2 separate regions of the Arachis hypogaea genome follow, and region 1 is linked to region 2. The links are chromatin contacts, called in public Hi-C maps. All regions are on one chromosome and are shown on one strand. The core of a region is the stretch at or near the end of the contact, and the rest is flanking DNA. Distances in the headings are between cores, read along the strand shown. Region 1 has its middle 17 kb from the start of LOC112776922. Region 2 holds the start of LOC112776599.

Region 1 (3,709 bases), core at 1,034-3,533, 46 kb before region 2:
GTGAGTAGTGGCCTGGACACCCCAAAATTTCAAGAAACTATACTTATATATATATATATATATATATATATATATATATATATAATGGGAATACAGAGAGTTTGGTGTCCAATATTTTTTTTCTATTTTACCCTTATCTTTATAATCTAAAACTACATACTCAATCACGTACTCACGTTCTGTAAATTTTGCATTAACCCATGACAGAATGATGTAACTGCTTCACTTAAAAAAATTGCTCACTCTCAATTGTAAGATTATAAAAATGGCTCCACTTACACTATAGTTTAAACAAGGTAATTTTTTTTAATTAAATGTACAAAGAATAATTTTTTTCTTTAAATTATTATCATACTATTTTAATAATATACTCTTGATGCTTATATGCAATATATAATAATAATTAGTGTCTAAATTTAAATTCCAATATTACTCTTAAATAGAGGTTTATTATTAAAAATTTTTTTTTGTCAATTTCGTTAAATAAAAAAATTTCTACCCATTTTTTCTCAGTAACCTCGTTAAGATATTCTTATTGGATGTAAATTATTGTTACAAATATTTTTATTAAGATATGTTTTGAAGGAATAAAAGTAAAATAGTTCAATAAGGATAATTTAAAAAAAAATAAATTTACACTAATAATTTTTCTCTTCAAATTATTAACGTACTTTTCTAATATACTCTAAGTACTTACACAATATATAATATCAATTAGCGTTCAAATTTATGTTCCAATATTGTTATTAACGAGAGAGGTTTATTATTTTTTAAAAAAATTTACACACAATAATTTTTGTATCAATATATCATGATTCATTTTAAAAATAATATTTATTCATCTAAGTCATAGAGTGTCTTGAAAAATCATATTTAAATAATTTTTTTTATCTTTTAACTATTTTATATTTTTAGATTGAAAATTTTGTATTTTTTTATTCAAGGTTTATTTTTATATTTTATTTTAATTCTCTTATTCAAAACTATTAATATGAATTTTTATTTTGTAGGATAAATAAAAAGATGAGATTTTTTTAATAAATTAAATTATTGAAAAACTTACTTATTATAAAAGAAGTTAAGTATATTTCTTGATTATAAGAATACATATAATTCACTTTTGAATGTAATCAAAATAAATATAAATTTATTCAATTTTTTAAAATTTACATTAATTATTAAAATTATAACATAATGAATGTACTCCTATACAAATATAAAAATAATTTCATGACTATTTTTTTTTGTTATGAGAAAATATGACTTAATAAGCATAAAGTCTAATTTAAACAACTATAGATAAGTAAAATAAGTAACAAAAAATGAACATAAAATTTTTTTTTTTTTTTGTTATTTGGTATAAAAATAAATAAATAAAATAAATCATTGTTCTCATACATAATGACATAAAATTTGGTAACATAACCAATCGATTGAATAGTGAGACCTCAAGTTGCTAATACACATTTCAATCGATTGGGTAGCACACTTCAATCGATTGAATTTGGCATGTCCATATTGTTTTCATGAATTCAATCGATTGGGTATCACAACCAATCGATTGAATAGTGAGACACAGGTTGTTTTGAAGCATTCAATCGATTGGAAATTCTAAACAATCGATTGAATTATAAAAAATCCACATTTAATTCATCGTTCAATCGATTGGGTAATATGACCAATCGATTGATATTTGCGAAAACCATGCTGCCCAGCAATTTTCAATCTATTGTTTAGTGGTAAACTATAATCCAATCGATTGAGTTATAATTCAATCGATTGGTTTTCAAGAAAACACGATTTTATGATTCCTCACGAACGTGACGGATCAAATTTAATCTTTTAATCGATTGGAATAGCTAAAAAATTTATTATTAGGATCAATGAAAGATTTAATTCGTTATTGTTTTTGTTCTTGATTATTAATAAACATGATAGATTTATGATAAAATAATTATTTATAAAATAAAAAATCGTTTTGATAATTAAATAAAATATATGGGGTTAATTTGTAATTAAATTAAAAAAGGACTATTTAGCAGTTATTAAAAAAATTTAAAAAACATATTTTGTTATGAGACCATTTAATGATCCAAACGTTCTGAAACCACCGAATCATGAGCCGTGAATTACAACATATAATAATTCTTTTGTGCTCCTTGTTTTTAATTATTTGGTATATATTTTTGAACATATATTTTGTTTTTGGTGTACCAATGGGACTAAGTCCAAAGAAATTACAAACTATAATATTGGATATCATCAACATCATGACAAATTAACCGTATCCACACCTAACACCTTTTTCTTTGTTGGGCCTTGGCCCTTCCATGCATCAAAAGGGGTTTGGACCTCCTGCAAAACGTTTCTAATCCTTAGAACTTATGTCAATGTGTTTATTTTTGGATTGGCTCATTTGAATATTTTTGTTGTTGTTCTTCATGACAGCACCAGCTGGATATGTGGGGTGTTTGTGTGAATAAAGGCATATAAACCACAAAGTAGCAACTCCAAGATAGTGTGATTGCCATAGTGTTGTGAGAGTTATAAGGATTATATACTAATGTTTTAACTTGAAATATTTTACTATTGAGCATAATAAGGTATATTGGCTCTTCACAGCATGTTTAGTGTCAGAGACGGAGCTTAGTTCAGACAAGGGGCCATAATCCTCCCAAATTTTTTATAAAAAAATTAGTAGTATTTTTCAAAAGATAAAAAATAATTCAATTGACTTAAATACTTTACTATGACTTAAAGTACCTAATAAGTTTAATAAGCAACATTTTTTCTATCTTTAAGTTCAAATATAAAATATTAGATATTTTTATTTATTTAATTTAATATTATTTTATATTTTACTATTTATTTAATTTAATTTTTTATATGATAAAAAATAATAGAATATTCAATAAGTATTAATATTATTGTATTTGTATAAATTGATAAAAAAAAATTCAATAAATATTATAAATTTTAATATTTGTCCTTCTAACTTCTTCTTTACATATTTTACAGGATATATATTCAAATTTTATATAAAATAATAATGAAAAATCAAAGAATTGATACATTTTTTTAGAGGAAGGCTAATATTTAAGAAGGAGAACATATAACTTTTACAATATCAACACCTGTAAATAGTTCTTCTACTTTAATGAATCACGAAAAAAGTGAGATACAACCTTTAAAGTTCAAAAAGTTCCATCTGATGAGTTTGACCTTAACTTTTTAGAACGAGACCCAGAAAACGGCTTTAAATGTGGCAATATCACCCAAACCAGAGAGATGAGATTAGACGAGCTCCATATCAAAAGCATCTTGACAATTATCCTCTATCTGACCCTCCAGAATTTTGTTTCAAGTTTCGCCACTGTTAAGTATAATTTTAATATTCTTAGATATATTAAAATTTTTATATGTTTAAATAAATAAAGACATTGAGAGTAGTTTTTTCTCTAGAATTGTCTATTTTTTTATGACTTCAATTTTTGAGATTATCCAATATAAAAACTAATGAACTACAAATAACCAACTTTTTCAGTATAATACAGTTTTGAGAGAAATTAGCTGATACATGTGTTAACTTGATACTTTTTGAGAGAAATTAGTTGATACATGCGTTAATCTGATACCTTGGTCTTGCACAAGTATCATTAATAAGTCACCATAGTTTATACAAAAATAAAAACTCTAAAGATTGGTAGAA
Region 2 (3,892 bases), core at 207-2,706:
AGCCGCTTAAGAGGCCACCCGCATCACCAATTGGTTGCAAGTGCTCATTGCATGTAAGTATCACCTTTCTACCCGCAGGGAGTGGCAAAACATCATCAACCTTTAGTTTAGCTTCTTCTATTACATTATGTTGATCTAAAACCAATGAAAACTTTTCTGATTTGTCATCTTCGCCAAAAATTAAAAAAGAAGCAAAAAAAGAAAAGAATAATTTAAAAGACAATATTAAGTTGAAACATTGAGAATGACAAAACTCTTACCAATAACATTAACCTTCCAATAGTCATTATTCTTACGACTGCTGCAACTTGTGATGCCCACATGTTCATCAAATGATTCAGCATCATCATCTGAATTAATCAACTGATGACACGGAACAGAACTAGATCCAAGCGGATGATGAACACCACTTTCAAAGACTAGTGGTAATGAACGAGCATCACCAGGAGTTGGCAGTGATGAATGGGGATCCTTCCGGGCTGGAAGTACTGGACAAAGATCACTGCAGGATGGTGGAATAGGCTGGGCACTGCTACGCAATGGTGGCACAGCTAAGCTTGATTTCTCTGTAGTGGATGCTGTAACTTTCAAACGTTTATTACTAGGCATTGCTGCACAAAATCTGTATCATTAAGACTGTTCCAAGATTAGACTCAAATGCATTGAATAACTTACACAAGTAACTCCAATCCATGTACAAACTTTTCAAGACATTTATAATCCTGAAGGTTTAGAGCTCTAAAATGATACTGTTATCTGTCTTAGTTGATGTAAAATCTAAACTATTTGGAATGCCTAGAATTGCTTGCTTAAAATAAAAGTACTTTTTCCTTCTTTTCTTTTTTTTTTTGTTAATAGAAGTAATTTATTAAAAAATTGTATATTTTTCGTTTTCTAAGAAAAATTGCACACTAGATTAACTACAATGAAATTTTGCAACCTATCAGCCAAACCATGTGCACTCAGCAATTTTATCAAAGAACAAAAAGATCAGACTAACACAGAAAAAAGAAATCACGTAACAAATTCAATAAGACCATCCAATGAAAGACTGAATCAAAAAGACAAAGAAAATAAATAAAATAAAGAATCGTAGAATGAGACAAGCAGCAGATCCCACAAAAGCAGAAATCTAGAAATTCCAAACCAGATCCAGTGGCACGAGATCTGAAGGATAGAAGCACCGAGTGTAGGAATCGAGGTGGTGGCGCCGGCGACGGTGACAGTGACGGTGACGGTGACGGTGACGGTGACGGTGACGGTGACGGACTGTTTAAATGAATAGGGCAGGCCCCCAGGTGTTTTTCTTTAGGTTTTATTTAGTTTCGTTGCTCGGCGGTTCTGTTAGAGAGAAAACCACCAAAATTAGAACCACCGCGAATCAAATGTAAACCGCCAGGGAAAAAACCCGGGGGGGGGGGGGGGGGAATTAACCCGCAAATTTCTTATTTTCAAATTTTCTAAACGGAAGGGTTTTTTTACTTTTATCAAATTTTGAGTAAATTTATATTTTAATCTGTGATAAATCATTGTAATAATATTACAAAATGAAAAATCTTGATTTTAGTAATTTTTAGTAGTTTTGACTATTATTTGATATGCACAAAAACTAAATTATCTTTACCAAATAAATTTTATTAGTGTATGTGTATAAATTTTAAAAAATATGAGTAGAAATAATATTGATTTATATGTGCAAAATTCAATATAAGTTATATATTTTTTATGTGTAAAATACCTATAAATATAAATGCAAAATTATTATTAACTAAAAATAACAATATTTACTGAACATATAACATTATTCTTAAAAAATATATTAATTACAGTAAATTACTAGTTAGTAAATATTAATTCACAAATATTTGTCATAAAATCAAGTATTCAGAATTTCTTTTAATATAAAAAAAATATTTTTAATAAGATGTACTAAGATGTCACCTTTTATTTTTGATAGTTATTAGAGTATGATGTGTTTAACTAAGATGTGAAAAACATATATAAACGGCCTATCAAATTTGTTACGTAAAATACAAATTTGATCATCAAATTTATTATTTATGACTTTATGTACCTCACTTAAATTGAATTTTTAGATTTTTGTTTCTCTCTCTTTAATAAATTTTATCCTCAGATTTTGGATTTAAATTTTTTAAAGTTTAAATTTCACTTTAAAGAATAAAGTGTGATCTCTTATCATTTATTTTATAAGTGGGACCAAGAATAAATATAAAAAAAAATCATTTAAGGGTAGAAGATCACACTTTACCCTCTAAAATATAAATTTAAAATTTAGAGGATCCAAATTCTAAATTTCTATAAAAAATTAAAAAAATTAAATTAGAGTCTCCGATTTATTTTTCCTAATTAAAAAAAAAAATCTTTCTCATATTAATAAAAAACGCACCCACTATTCTGATCAACCAAAAAAAAAAAGATCTCTACTCCAAAAAAAAAAAAAAAAAAAAAAACTTAAGATGTCTATTAAACTAACATGATTACATAAATAATTTGTGCGTCCAAAATTGTACCTATGAATTTTTCTTCTACTCTTGGCATGTGTATAGTGATATACATAAATCGCACCCATTGATTTTTATTTTTTCTTTTAAAAATAAAAAAGCATCCAATGATTTTTTTTAATTTTAAAAAGAAAATCATAAAGCACATTCAGTAATTTTTTAATTTTTTATACATTATGATTTTCTTTTTTTAAACTCAGCTCTCATATTTAGATAAAACTCCAAAAATCCTAATATTTTTTAATTTCATAAAAATAACATATATAAAATAAAAATTGACTCAAGTATAATGGGTAATTGGATATTGTCATATGAAAGGAGAAATATAACTAAATAACAGAATTTAATTTTAGTTGATTAAAAAAATATGTTATCTCCACTGTTATTTTAGTAGAAATTCTTCGCATACAAGCGATTAAGGTTTGTAAGCCTTACAAGTCCAAATGACGACTTACCCCCAAAACACGCTCCTAGTGTTACGTAACTTTCACGCGCTATATAACAGATCGCGCAAATATATAACTTCCAATTTTAAAAGATTTCGTTTCCTTTTTCGTTCTCCTTCTTGCCAAATTTCTTCGTTCTCCTTTTCGCGCGCCTTTCCCTGCCTTTTCGATCGTTCTTTTTCCCTCCTTTATCACTGGTTTGTTCTTCGTCATTGACGTGAGTTCCTCTCTCTCTGTAACTCTAGCTTCGTTTTTTTTTTTTTTTTTGATTTTCTGATTTCTGAAATCAAAGTTTGAACTCGTTTTGAAGATAATGGATGATTCAACCTCAGATTGTCAGCTGAATCAGGGCGAAGTGGATTTTGAATTTGAATCTAACGAAGTTCCTGAGGTTTGATTTACATTCAGCTAATTACGATTACTCTGAATTTTGATGCAGTTATTCATCTATCATTGTCTAGCTAAATAATTCGTGAACATTGACTGTGAAATTAATGCGTGAACATAAATTTGTGGATTGAATCTAATGTATTAGTTTTGATTAATTATCTGCAATTTATAGCAGACGCTCGAGTGTAGATCAGACTTTTTTGGGTGTATTTTAGGGGAAAGTGTGTGTGTATTTATAGTTTATGGCTTTTTTTGTTATTTTAGTTGAGTTGTTGTCGTTCGGATGTATTAGATCAGAAATTATTGGGTGTATTTTTAGTTTTTGACATGGTGTATTATGCAGCCTCTCTGTGTTGTTGATGACCAGTTTGTTCCCAAGGTTGGAATGACCTTTACCACCCTTGAAGATGCTGGAACATTTTACAGGGACTACACCAAGGCTGCAGGTTTTTCTACAAGATTTCGGAGCACAAATAGGAAGGGAAACGAGATTAAGAATCAGTTGATTACATGTAGCAGAGAGGAAAAATGAAA

Evidence for each region. Hi-C and Micro-C count contacts between places; a contact is called where the count stands out from the background.
Region 1: a contact with region 2 is called in a Hi-C map of leaf, with 2.8 times the contacts expected there. The contact joins the enhancer-like site here to the promoter of LOC112776599 in region 2. A contact is called at or near these places in 2 of 8 Hi-C or Micro-C datasets (leaf and an unstated tissue).

The regions. Positions count from the first base shown.
Region 1 is chr19:22,975,040-22,978,748 of arahy.Tifrunner.gnm2.J5K5, reverse strand. No RefSeq gene overlaps it. Among protein-coding and RNA genes, the nearest start is that of LOC112776922, 17 kb to the left of the region's middle. Within about 2 kb of position 2,283, at least 2 of the 3 cell types and tissues checked have open chromatin away from gene starts, as enhancers often do.
Region 2 is chr19:22,927,625-22,931,516 of arahy.Tifrunner.gnm2.J5K5, reverse strand. LOC112776599 reads right to left here and starts at 1,456. Exons shown (of 8, transcript XM_025820800.2): 1 at 1,148-1,456; 2 at 261-636; 3 at 1-135. The coding sequence starts at 609.